Regions from separate parts of the Mus musculus genome. Here region 1 is linked to region 2. The links are chromatin contacts, called in public promoter capture Hi-C maps. All regions are on one chromosome and are shown on one strand. Each heading gives the region's core, a stretch centred on a gene start, on an enhancer-like site or on the middle of the called end of the contact. The rest is flanking DNA. Distances are from core to core; before and after follow the strand shown. Region 1 holds the start of Fh1 (fumarate hydratase 1). Region 2 has its middle 110 kb from the start of Grem2.

Region 1 (6,161 bases), core at 1,250-3,749, 590 kb after region 2:
CATTTATATACTGTGGTCCTTTGAACAAGATGTCTCCCATAGTCTCAGGCATATGGATGCTTGGTACCCAGATAATGGTCCTGTTTAGGAAGGCTGAGGAAGTGTGGCCCTGCTGACAAAGTATGTCACTGGAGAGCCTAAAGGCTATTAACATTTTGAGTTTGCTCTCTCTGCTTCTAAATTAAGCCCTTCCTTCTATAAGTTGCCTTGGTCATGGTGTTTTATCACAACAGAAAATTAACTAACACACACTCATATGCACACACACTAACCATTAAGAAAAAGACATGATTTTGACATAGAGCAAGGGGATTGGTACATGGGAGGAAGGCAAGGGAAGGGGAAATTATAGCTATATTTTTAATTTAAAAACTAAAAAAAAAATTTTTTTAAGTTATAAAGCAATCTGAGTGTCAGTGATGCTCTCTCTGCTTCCTGACTGTGTACCCAGTGTGTTCACACTCAGTGTGTCCAGTTACCTCAAGCTCCTGCTGTCATGCCGGCCCTGCCATGTAGTACTGCACCCGGGAATTGTGAATCAAACCTTCCTTCCCTACGTTGTAGAGCAGAGACTCTGACCCTCAGAACCATCTCGACAGCCCTTTGTGTAATCTTTGCCAACAGCCTCTGCATTCTAAGCATAAATGAACCATCATATTTACATGGCCCCAAGCAGAGAAGTCGTCAACAATGCGTCATACCTCCACATGACGCACTTCAGGTGAACTCTTAAGTGTCCTTTTAAATAACAGGGCTTCCAGGGTCATGTGAATTTCTCAATACTAGAGAACAACTTTTAACAAAATCAGCAGGCTTGCTGGAAATTACAAGGGGGCTAAAGGGCAAGAAATGTCCTTGGAACCATGGAAAAAGAAAAGTATACTGATCCTATTTTCTGACACTATAACCCTAAGCAAGAAACTGCTATTTTCATATTTGCCATGATAGATTCATTCCATTTTCCTGTTCCCCTAAACAAGCTTTAAAACAAAAAGAAACCCAGTCTTTTTAAAAGAGATTTTAGAATGCATTAAAATCACCAGAGCAAAGTTCCAGGAACTTTAAGCAACCTGGACTTCATAGCTTCTTTCCAAGATTTATGTTAGTGTGTGTCTGTGTGTGCATGGGTGCATATGTGTGTGTGTGTATGTATGTTTGCACACACGCATATGTCGAGGTTATTAAGAGTGTGTTACAGGTCCCCTAAAGCTGATGTTACAGGTGGGTGTGAACCACCTGATGGATTCTTCACTGGTGTCATCTCCCAAGCCCCAAGACGGTACAGAGTTGTCATTCAAGCGTCTAGAAGTTGAGAGAACGTCTTGGCCCTTTTAAGGACACTAAAGGAGGTCTAATTAAGAAGCACAGTGTTTTCCCCAAGTTCTATCTTGCTGAGCCTCTGTAATTATCTCAGCTTTACATGTAGAAACTGGACAAAGCCTGAACGCAGCAGTAGGACTTGAAATCACACCCCACACTACAGAAGACATGCTACACTTCGGAGTGGTCTTCCTAACTATTCATTTCTCAAACTTTTCCTAACAGTACATACACACTCGCATTTTTCGTTTTCTAAAGAACTCTAAACAGTACAGGGGCTTAACGAAGCATGCCATACCTTGGACCTGGCCCCTTAAGTTCCTTTAGCTGTCTTTCTGAATACAAAATCTTGGTTAGGGCAATTGTTCGGTCCTATCCAATCTGCTCAGGCATGCTTCCGAGTACTTATGTTCCTAGGTCCACATTTATGGATTTCGGAGTTTTACACCCAGTTGTGAGAGAGAACACATGTAACCTCACAAGCTAAATAGTCAAGTTAGTAAGAAGCAAAGCCTTTCCGTTCAGAAGACACACTGGCTTCATCCACTTCGAGGGCCTGAAAGCAGGAAAGAGCACCCTGGTGGACCAAGAAGCCAGACCCTAGCCTAGGGGAGCATCCTGTCTGTGTCCAGCCAGCAGGGCTTGCGATCTGGACAAGGAAGGGGCTTCCCCTTTCCTCGGGCTACTCCTGCACCCCGGCATCCCCCACCCTCTGCCTCCGTGCACGCTCTTTCCCAGAGAAGGTGTCCTGGACCGAAGGCCTCTGCAAGCTCAGGCATTGGGCAGGTCTGCCCTGACACTCAGGCTCCCCAGCAGGAAGGAGCGCGTCCCTCAGCGCTGCCCGCAGCCCCAACACACTCGGCTGGAGGCCGCGTCCGGGGCGGATGGTGAGCGTGCTGGCCGGCGCCGAGCCCAGGCGCGGCCCGCGGGGACACCCGGGACACTCTGACGTGAAGGTCACCCCGGGGAGGCCGGGTCCCGAGATGCCCGCTCACCATTCGCGCGACGTTCGGAGCACACCGCGGGAGGGTGGTCGCTTCCCCAGACACTGCAGCACCGGCGGACGGAACCCGCAGGAGGCGACGCGAGCGCGCGAGGAGACGGAGTGCGCGGTACATGGTGCTGCTGTACGGGGGTGGAAAGCTGAGCCTGAGCCACGCCCCCTAATACGTCAGATTCCGGCCACGCTCGTAACCAATCAAACGCCTCTTCCTGAGCATGTAGGACGGGACTAACCATGACTGGCCAATAATAACTAATGGGGCGGGTTGCCTTCCCTGGGCCTGTAGTATGGCTGTTTGAAGTCCTCGGGTTCACGGGAAACTAGTGCGGAAGGAATCATGGGAAAAGACAAGAGGCGGGAGGTCAGATCTTCCGACAATACTTCAAATGTGGCTGCTAGGAGGCAGGAAACTGGCTGAAGATGCCTGTAGTACTAGGTCCGTGAGACAGCCTAGAAAGAACATGTTATCAAGTTAATATTTATCCTGCAACCACCCATGACGTGCAGCTGTATGAATCCGTGTCTCAAATACTTATCTTCCTAGAAAGTGCCTCAAATTTTAAACAAGGAAGTAGTAATCAATTATCCCACAATGCTCCTAGTTGTCATTTTGGAGTCAATTTTCCTGTCATTTTTTTAAAAGATTTATTTTATGTCTATGAGTACATTGTAGCAGACTTCAGACTCACCAGAAGAGGGCATCAGATCCCTCTTATTGTGATGGTTGTGAGCCACCCTGTGGTTGCTGAGAATTGAACTCAGGACACCTGGGAGAGCAGTCACTGCTCTTTACCACTGGGTCATCTCTCCAGCCTTTTCCTCTGTCTTTTAACATGTCCTCTGATAACATTTATAATGTGTCCACATTCCTTGGGATTTTTCATCTCTGATTTTCTTTGTGGTTACAGGCTAGGGAAAACATTGCTTAAATGATGCCAATGGAAAAAGAGTAACTGATAAAAAAAATTGTGTCTCTTCTTTTAATTTTCTAATGCAGAATCAGAAGACAGTTAAAGAGGAAGTTCTTCAGGAAATGAGAGGCTTCAATTTATAGCCTCAGCACTCTAGATGCCACGGTAGGGAGGAGTTGAATTCAAGAATAACCTTGGCTTCATAGTGAGCCTGACACAAATGCACTGTTGACCTGCAATCTTCACACTTGAGAAGTGCAGGTAGGAAGAATAGTAGTTCAAGGCCATCCTTGGCTACACAGGGAGTCTGAAGCCAGTGTGGGATACAGGCCACCCTGTCTCAAAATAACACAAATGAAATAAAATAAGTAAGAATAAGACTAATAGCTGAGCTAAATCAATTAAACCAGTACCGGTGGGTTTTCAGACCTCAGTATCTAGTTCTTCCCTCTCTCAACTAATGGCTGAGAAATTTTTAGAGTAGTTGGTGAAAGGTAGAACCAAATTTTCTTTAAAAGTTAGGTTAAGGGGAAAAAGACAAAGCAGTAAGATAAAGTACAATCATATAAAGCAGTGTATCTTCTGCCCGAAATGTTACACTTTTGCCATTAAAGAGCAGCCACAAGAGTGTGGTGAGTATGTGTGTATGTGAGTGTGTGTGGGTGTGTGTGAGTGTGTGTGTGAATATGTGTGTGTGTGTGAGTGTGCGTGTGAGTGTTTGTGTGCATGTGTGAGTGTGTGTGTGTGAGTGTGTGTGAGTGAGTGTGTGTGCGTGTGTGAGTGCGTGTGTGTGAGTGTGTGAGTGTTTGAGTGTATGTGAGTGTGTGTGTGCGTGTGTGAGTGCGTGTGTGAGTGTGTGTGTGAGTGTTTGAGTGTGTGTGTGAGTGTGTGTGTGAGTGTGTGTGAGTGTTTGAGTGTGAGTGTGTGTGAGTGTGTGTGTGTGTGTGTGTGTGTGTGTGTGTGTGTGAGTGTGTGTGTAGGGGGATCTCCTGGGTTCCAGCTGAATGAAAAAAACAACTGAAATGAAAGGAGGAGGACATGACTACTCCTAAAGTAAGGAGAGGATTTTTATGGTAGATACAAGGGAGAAAGCAGAGAGAGGAAAGAGGCCAAGCTGAACAAGGCAGGCAGAGGAAACCAGGCCATGGGAGGAAAGGGGGCAGGGGATGGGATGGGGGCAAGAAAGGAGCTACTGACAAAGACAAGACAGGTAATCAAGCCAATAAATAGGCTAAGAGAATGATGTAGCCAAAATGGCTGACTTACATAGGGAAAAGAGCTGTGCAGGTGGAAGCCCAGCTCTCAGAAGTTTAGAGGAGGGAAAGGGTTGAAAAGTGCTGGGAGGAGCCCCAGATATTGCTTTGATATGTTAATGACAGCTCAGCCATTTCTCTGAGTTTCTGAGACCTAAGGCCTGTCTTCTGCTTAGTTTATAAGTAATCATGAGTCCTTTGTTTCCATTCTCTACTCTCCTACCACAAAGCAACACAAACACTTACCATTTGCTTTGTCTGTACTCTTAACGAAATAGAAGATTCATTTCTAAACTTGAGTGCCACGTTCTCCCGCCCCTTCCCAGAGGCGCTTATTTTCTTCAAAAGTGTCCTTCCCCGTCCACCCTTGTTTGTTGCTTCAGTCACTAACAGGCAAACAATTGCTTTACAACTTCATTTCAGTCCTGGTGTGATGGTGCACCACCTTAGTCTGCACACCAGAGAGGCACAGGCACGTAGATTTCTGTGCATTAAAGACTAGTGCAGGTCTACATGGTCAGCTCCAGGAGAACCAGGGCTACAAAATGAGACCCTGTCTCAAAACAAACAAACAAAAAGTCATTTTAAAGCCTACTGCTATAATTTAATTCAGTGCTGGAAATGGTCTTAAATAAAAAGTAGCTATGATCTTTTTTATAGACTTAATAGTATTCTGTTTCATGAATTTAAAAAATGATTTACTCTTTTTGTTGTGATTTTGGTTTGGGGTTTTCTGCCACAGTACACAGATAGAGGACACTTTGTGGGAACTGGTTCTCTCCTTGCAGTACGGGGATGCAGAATATGAAGCTTTCAGGACTATTGACGAGAACACTTACCTGCTGAGGGTCTCCAGGATCCAAGGATGTCTATTGATATTGCTGTTTTTTATCTTAAATTCCTTTGAACATTGGTACCTCTACAAGTTTCAGTTATTACTCATCCAATTAGAGTTATCATTTTATTTTTCATTGGTTTCATTTCTGTTTCAAGCACATATCCAGTTCCTACCCCTAATTTAACTTTTTGAAATTTTGCATGATGGATTTTATATGTGTAGATTCATATCTTTCAACAATCTCCTAAGACACATAAAATATTCCAGAAAAATTTCTTTTTCTTTCTTCTTGTGATTTTTATTTCATTGAAATACCATGTAACCCAGGCTGGCTGTAAACTCACAGTCCTATTGCTTCAATGTTTCCAGGGCTGGGATTGCAGAAGTGGGTCATTTAAATGTATTAATTAATTCATTAAACACTAAAAGCAACCTTATTAGGTAGTACCCACTATAATCCCTTTTGCAAAGAGAACATTGATGTCTAAGAACTCCCAACTATTAATGTATATTTGCCTTCTAGTAAATCAATGAAAGTAATTTTATACTTGTAACAGCAATATAAAGTTGCATTTTGGCTAAATAAAATGTCTACCAATCAGGATCAAAAGGTGAATCGTATAAGGAATGTGGAATAGGAGTAGCCAAAATGTGAAAAACATTGGCTTAGCTCACCATTGTCAATAATGAACATGAATTTAAAGCCTTTTTTCTTACAGTTGACACTGTACATCTTTATTTTAGGATGCAACCTTCTATCTAAAATAAAATCGTGGTTTTGCTTTGCTTAGAGTTGTATTTCTTTAAACTAGGGACTGACCTGATAATAGGAACCT
Region 2 (7,056 bases), core at 3,507-6,006:
GGGAGAGGGCAGAGGGGGCTGGGGTAGCAAACACTCCTCTTTATAGGCTGCCACACCCTGGCAGTTAATGGTGGCAGGTGATGATGCAAGCCATTGCTAGGTCACTCACTATTGGGAGGAGCCTAGAGGAATTGTCTGTAAGCAAACAAGTTCTCTGGCCAAGCAGAGGCAGGGAGGGAGCAGAAGGCATACATCAATGCTAAGTATCTCCCATATATGCTCTATCTCCCATATATGCTCTATCTCCCATATATGCTCTATCTCCCAGATATGCTCTATCTCCCAGATATGCTCTATCTCCCAGATATGCTCTATCTCCCAGATATGCTCTATCTCCCATATATGCTCTATCTCCCATATATGCTCTATCTCCCATATATGCTCTATCTCCCATATATGCTCTATCTCCCACATATGCTCTATCTCCCATATATGCTGTCTGCCTTAATTTTTAAGACAGTCCCTCTCACGGAACCTGGAGTTTGGTTAGGCTGGCTGCCAGCAGGCTTTGGGGATCCACCCGTGTCCCTTCCCAACACTGGGACTGCAGGCACACATCTCCATGTGTTCCAGTTCCTGCTGCTTCCCCAGGAAGCATGTTACTAATGGAGCCATCACCCTGCCCTCCCCCTGGAAAGCACGTTAAGTTACAGTCAATGGGGAGAGGACCTGATCTCAGAGCGGACAGCTTCGATTTGCTGGGGGCTCTGACACCTCTCTGATGCCCAGTTTCCTGTTCTGTGATAGAGAATTACAGCATTGGTAGGGAAGTGTCCTGTTCATTTCGGAATCTGTGCATTCTTATACTTTCACCAGGTATAAATGAAGGTGACAATCATTCGAAAACATCAGAAATTCTAAGTCTTTCTATATTTCCTGATGTTAATCAGCAAGCTTATTTTCCCGAGGAGAAAGAAGAAAAAGAAAAACAAACAAGCAAGCAAGCAAACAAAAACCTACAGCTTTTTCCCAGTCTCTGCCCGCCCTCATTCTGCTGTGTCCAGGCAAAGGATTATTGTTATTTTTTTCTTTTCGCTGTCTCTGTATGTTATTAAATACATGCCAAATTCAAATTGGCATTTCTAAAAGCAGAAAGAAAAAGAAAAGAAAGAAGGGGGAGGAAGGAAAAAAAAAGGTTCAGAAATGCAGACTCTGAGATATAAGACCTTTATGCAAACATAAAATATTAATACACTGAAAAACTCAAAATGCTTCAGTCCCCAGGGGAGAAAATAGCTTGTTTTTAGATGCTCAACCCAGGGCCTACTGTTGTAAGACTGCAAACGCTAGGCAGTGGAGTCTAAGTGTCCCTTTCTGTGTGACAGCAGGAAGCTAGGTCATTTGGAGCAGGCAGGGAATGAGCAGCTTTTCCCACGTTTGTACAGAACTAGCTCCCATCTCATGGCCCCAAGGTAAAGCTAATTATAACATATGGAGGACTCGGCCACTGAGCGAGCGCTACAGGCCTCTGGTTACTGTGACAACCATAAACCTTCATCTGCTCTCCCTTGTCACCATTTTTATTTATGTTGCCAAATTACACTCCTCGAAACACTGTGGCAATTTGCTCTCCCAAAAAGTAGAGGAATGAAGAACCCACAACCGGAATACAGGTCATTATTTTTTTCCTCCAAGTAGAGAACATGGAACAGAACTAAAGAAAACGGAAAATGCTCATCTTCCATGAGCAGTCAGGGAGCAGGATTCGATCTCTTTCCTAAAGCCTTATTTTAAATGACAGTATAATACTTTGTTTCGTGGATATGCTTAAACCAAAAAACCCCCACAATTCTCTACTGCTGAGAACTAAGTTCTTTCAGAACTAAATCCTTTAGTTCTTCATAAGCTTCTAAAAGGGAAAGAGTTTGGGATGTTGGTTCTGCAAAAAACGATTGCTAATGTGCGGACAAAGGTCCCCTTCCAGAAAGGCTATGGCACCTCCTGTTGGGGGAGAGCTGCCTAGGATATCTGGTAGTGAGGGCCTGAGAGTATAGTGTGACAAGAAGAGAGGTTTTCTAGGGCCAGACATTGGAATGCAAGGAGCCCAAGGCCATGACATTCACTGGGTGCATTCTTTTACTGCAAATATTTATATGTGTTTCTTTTTCCGCTAAAGGCAGCTTGGAATTTCTATTCAACCAAATCCATCCACCCTTTCCTTCTTAGAATATTTTTCCTGTCCCCTGCACTACTCTGTCCTTCCTTCCAGCATACTCTGTGGTCAGTGAGATATTCAAAGTGCTTTCCTCCCTGTTCCTTTTCTTGGCTCCTTTCTGCTTTTTCCCTGCTTCTCTCTCTCTCTCTCTCTCTCTCTCTCTCTCTCTCTCTCTCTCTCTCTCTCTCTCTCTCTCTTTTTCTCTCCCCCTCTTATTTTTTAATAGTAATTACAAAACCAATTCACTGACTAATACCTAATATCTGGCTCTGGAAAGCCTCATTTTTCTCTGGGCAGAATGGTTGTGTCCTTGTAAAACTCTCCCTCACAAGCCTGACCACAAGCGTATTATAGGTGGGGGCTCTGGGAGGTGACTAGATACCACTGTGCTTTCACGAATGGGCTGCTGCCCCCATTGATCAGACTTGGGAGCTTTGTGCCCTTTCATTTAGTAGGAAGGATCAACGAAGTGCTGCACAGGAGGAAATGCCCCCCAAATCTCCTGGTGCCTTGATGTTGACTTCATGTCTGTCGGGTTTCTGAACAAGAAATATCTATGATTTATAGTTTGCTCAGGGTGATGGATTTTTTTTTTCTAACAGCTTGAGATGAACAATATGTATCCTCTAAGGCAACAGTTCCTACACATGAATTTATTTTTACTCCCCATTCTGCCACACCAATTTCTACCTATAATCTGCACTGATACCAGATAGAGCTAGGGTTTGGAAACACGGCTTATTTGTGTTTTTTAATCTTACATCAAGCTTCCATTCTCTAACTTGTTTTCATCATCTTCAGTCATTTAGTGTTTGTGAGTATAAGGAGCAAGTGTAGTTTAAAAGCCATTAGGACTCCTGGGTAATTATATTAATTTGTAGATTGCCTAGAAAAGACATATAATTTTTCCAAGACTAATCCATTGCACCTAAGCACATAATGCGCCTCCTCATTTATTAACACCATCTTTTAGTAAATGCATCTAGAAAGAGTACTTTATTGTGTTAAATAGATTTTATTTATAAAAGTGGCATTTTTAAAATTTATTTTTCAAATCTTGTCTTTCTAGTGCTACTCCTCATCATATCCCTCTTTGTAGATATGCAGCCATTTATACAGCAACGAGGAAGACTCACTTTGACTTTGGCATAGTTTTTATAATTAGCTTGATGAAGTATTTTATCTCTTAAAATAATTTCTCAGTTGATTTCTTAGGGATGTTCGGCCATATCTCACATCCTTTGTTTCAGAGTGTTTTCAGCTGAGAATTCTGACATTCCAAATAAGAACTAGCTGGGTTTCTATGCACATAAGTTTTTTTTAGCATGGTAAGAAGATATCCTTCTGTTTATAGTTTATGGAGAAATATTTTAAAATTGTAAATGGCTGTTGAATTTTATCAAAAGAATTTTTGCCGTCTTTCAAAAGGAGGTATGTGGTCTGTCCGCTTTGATTCACTGATGTGATGAAAATAGTAATGTATTAAATAATAGTGAACCATCATTGGAGTTCAGATGTTTGCATCCATGTTCATAAATAATGCATACTTCTTGAATGCTGGGGACAAGTTAAAATGCCTTTTGTTCCTATTATATTAATTGAAAGGAAAACAAGTTATCAAGTTATTCAATCATATCATGTATGATCTTGTTTTCTCTTTCACCAAACTTATACCAACACAGACTGGTATAAATGTAGGGAAGCAGAGGAAAAGGATGGAATAAGACCACAAATCAAGCATTAGTGTTGCCTCCCCAGGAGGTAGGAAAGAACTGCAAAGGAGGAGGTCTGTGTTCATGAGCTTTATATGCTGCTATATGGTTTTAATTGAAGCAGTATGTGATTGTTTCTGGTACCACTGAGCCCAAAGACCCTGCTTCTTTCAAAAGAAGAAAATTAAATAATACACTCATAATTTCATTTTTCCCTAGTAGAGCCCTTCAAATAAGTTATATTCTGTTCTCTTTCCCTTGGCCAAGAAAATATCTTAAATAAAACTCCTCTATAATATAAACCTCTGAGATATGAGGTATCCCCATATTTACAACACACAGGAGATAAGAAGGGCTAAGAGGAGGTAGGGAGAGAAGAAGGAGGAAAACGGGGTGGGGGTGGGGCAGGAGGAGGGTGCTTTCTCTGTCTCCAGCAAAGGTTATTTATTAGCAGCAGTTACACTCAAAATATTCCACCTCGAATCTACTTTCTGCCATCCTGTGCCATGTTGATTGTCTTGTTGGGTGTCTCCAAGACATAAGCTATGCTTTGTTTGTGTTAACTTTTCTGTCTTGAATCTTTGTGTTCTGTTTGCCTCTAACACTGTCCAGTGGTCTTTTAATCTAGTAGTATCATTCAGGCAAGCTTGGTGGGTGAGGGCTGACAGCTCAGCCTCTTTTGCCTTCAGAACACACAGAGAAGAAAAACTATATTTACTCACGTGACGAGAACTCAGTTATAACCATTTTTTGTAGTCCTTGAGTTACTTCCTCTGTTCTCTAAGGAAGGAGGGGTAACTCTAAAACATGAGAGGTTCTCATTTTCCCCCTCTCTGTACTCACTACTAGCTCTCTCCTACCCCTCAATTCTCAGACCTTCCAGAGAGACCGCCATTAATTGCTCTGACCTCACAGTATCCCTCATTTGTCCCCCAGAGCACTGCCTTAGATCAGTAGATCACTTTAAATGGTTTCACATCTGGGATTCGTCACACGCTTACGGTAACTATGACCATGTGTAGAGTCACACAGCAGGATTTAGGAGACACTCAGTCAGAAAAACCATCCCTACTAAGAACACCATCTGGAGAAAATTAAGAGAAGATACTTTCCATTGAGAATCTTTAGGAACATATTTATGATGTCGGCAGACAGACATTAGCACACAGCAGAAGTGGGCGTCCTTCTTCTTTGGGATACTAAGGAAGAGAGATAATTTATCAGAAGATTTCCTAATTAATTATGCACCATAAATACCTGACAAGTTCATGAATAAACAAGGAATTTTCTGAGGAAAGTCTTATTTAGTGACTGGCGTCATCTCCAATCAAAATGTCTCTGTGGCCTTCTCTTGGGACCATGTGTGTGAACAAATACAGATTCTATAAAAGGGAGAGAGGAAGTGGGCTGTGTTTTCCTCAGTTGGGTTATTGAACATCTCCAGCAATTTTTCCAAAGCTTGGGTTTGCCAAAAGCCAAAGTTGGCTTTACCAAGCATTTTTCTCTTAATTTTTAAATCCAAGTGTATTAAAGAGAATTTAATCCATATGTTTACAATTCATTTACACTTAACTCATCAAAATATTGTTTGGTTAGAGTCATTTGGCCCTTGACTTGAGAACTAGCGACACATGGATATATACACATAGGCAGAACACTTAAGCACTCATAGACCTTGGTCCTTTACATTGGAGTAACATCTTCAGGGAACTCTGAACTCATACCTAAGTTGCTGTCTTGGTAAGTCATGGCTACTTAACTATACCTATCCATCTAATTGCATGCAAACTGCCTTTAAAGTTATTGTGCAATTATGAAGTATGTGCTGCTTCTGAGTCTATTTGGAATTAACCGTTTCAGAGTTACCATGTTAACCTCTTCCACTGCCACTACCCTGGATATGGATGGATGATTCTTTTAAGGATATGATGCTAGGATGTTTGGTTTTATGTTTCTTCAGTTCAATATAGTACACCACCACCACCACCACCACCACCACCACCACCATCATCATCATCATCATCTTTTTTGTGGTATTGTGGATGAAACCCAGAGGCTTGCCCACTCTATGCAACTATTCTGTTGTACTGTGGGCCTGCCTCTCTTCCACGGGGGCAGGGGTACACAGGCAACTCTGGCATGTCACATAAAGGAGGCAGGGCAAAGTCCAGAATGGGGAGTCCATAGCCATGGGGGCATTAGATGCCGCTATATGCTGGACTGGAAGGGGAAACAGTGGGGTCTAGGATGAAAGCTGTGGTTCCTGGTCTCCTTTCTGAATACCCATACGCCACCTGTATACTGTGGGCAGAGGAAATCAGGGTTGACAGTTCAATACCAGACAGGAGGGGCAAGGTGGAACCCAGAACGAACCCCATCTAGCCCTATTGGGAAACAGTGCTGAGTATGAGGGGCCTGGAAAAGAGAAAACCTTCAGGAGTCTTAGGCTTGGCCCCTTCTGGCGAAGGCTTTCTCCATGGCAGTCTTTAATGGACCAGCCCTCTGAGACAATCCTTGCTTGTTCATATTGTTTTATTGAGGGTGAATGTGGGTGCAGACACTTTATTCAGGGTGAACCAGGAATTATATACCACCAGGGGCTAGGAAAGCCCAGGCAGGGAAGGTCATTTGTTGAAGGCCTAGAGTACCGAAATGCCTCCTTAGAATGTGGTAGCATTTCAGGAATCTCAGGTACTAGAATAACGGGTTCTTTTTATTATTATTATTAGATATTTTCTTCATTTACATTTCAAATGCTATCCTGAAAGTCCCCTATACACTCCCCCGCCCTGCTCCCCAACCCACCCACTCCCGCTTCCTGGCCCTGACATTCCCCTGTACTGGGGCATATGATCTTCTCAAGACCAAGGGCCTCTCCTCCCATTGATGGCCGACTAGGCCATCTTCTGCTACATATGTAACTAGAAACAGTTCTGGGGGGTACTGGTTAGTTCATATCATTGATCTTCCTATAGAGTTGCCCCTTGTTTTAGCTCCTTGGGTACTTTCTCTAGCTCCTTATTATGAGAAAGGAAGTTGAACCTGTAATCTTAACCAAGGCCACATGACATTTTGCAGATAGAGGTGTGGGAAGTTTTGAACTCCCCAGACAAGGTCGGAGAAGGAGAAACCCTGCCGATGAAGGGAATCATCCATACAGTGCCCAGCCCCAGAAGGCTAACTGGTCAG

What was found. Promoter capture Hi-C pulls out the DNA fragments that hold promoters and counts their contacts.
Region 1: a contact with region 2 is called in a promoter capture Hi-C map of second pharyngeal arch cranial neural crest, with 6 times the contacts expected there. The contact joins the promoter of Fh1 here to the enhancer-like site in region 2. A contact is called at or near these places in 14 of 39 promoter capture datasets (the 3T3-L1 cell line, 3T3-L1-derived adipocytes, cranial neural crest and 8 more), 12 of 484 Hi-C or Micro-C datasets (the AtT-20 cell line, the N1E-115 cell line, adipose-derived mesenchymal stem cells and 8 more), 10 of 115 datasets of contacts at active chromatin or transcription factors (astrocytes, cardiomyocytes, embryonic basal ganglia and 6 more) and 3 of 9 other capture datasets (adipose tissue, embryonic stem cells and pancreatic islet).

What each region holds. Positions count from the first base shown.
Region 1 is chr1:175,623,136-175,629,296 of GRCm38.p6, forward strand. It overlaps Fh1 (fumarate hydratase 1), which reads right to left and starts at 2,500. Exons shown (of 10, transcript NM_010209.2): 1 at 2,316-2,500. The coding sequence starts at 2,438.
Region 2 is chr1:175,030,840-175,037,895 of GRCm38.p6, forward strand. No RefSeq gene overlaps it. Among named protein-coding and RNA genes, the nearest start is that of Grem2, 110 kb to the left of the region's middle. Within about 2 kb of position 4,757, at least 9 of the 459 cell types and tissues checked have an H3K27ac peak or open chromatin away from gene starts, as enhancers often do. A contact at or near this core is called in neural tube and second pharyngeal arch cranial neural crest, where this site is marked.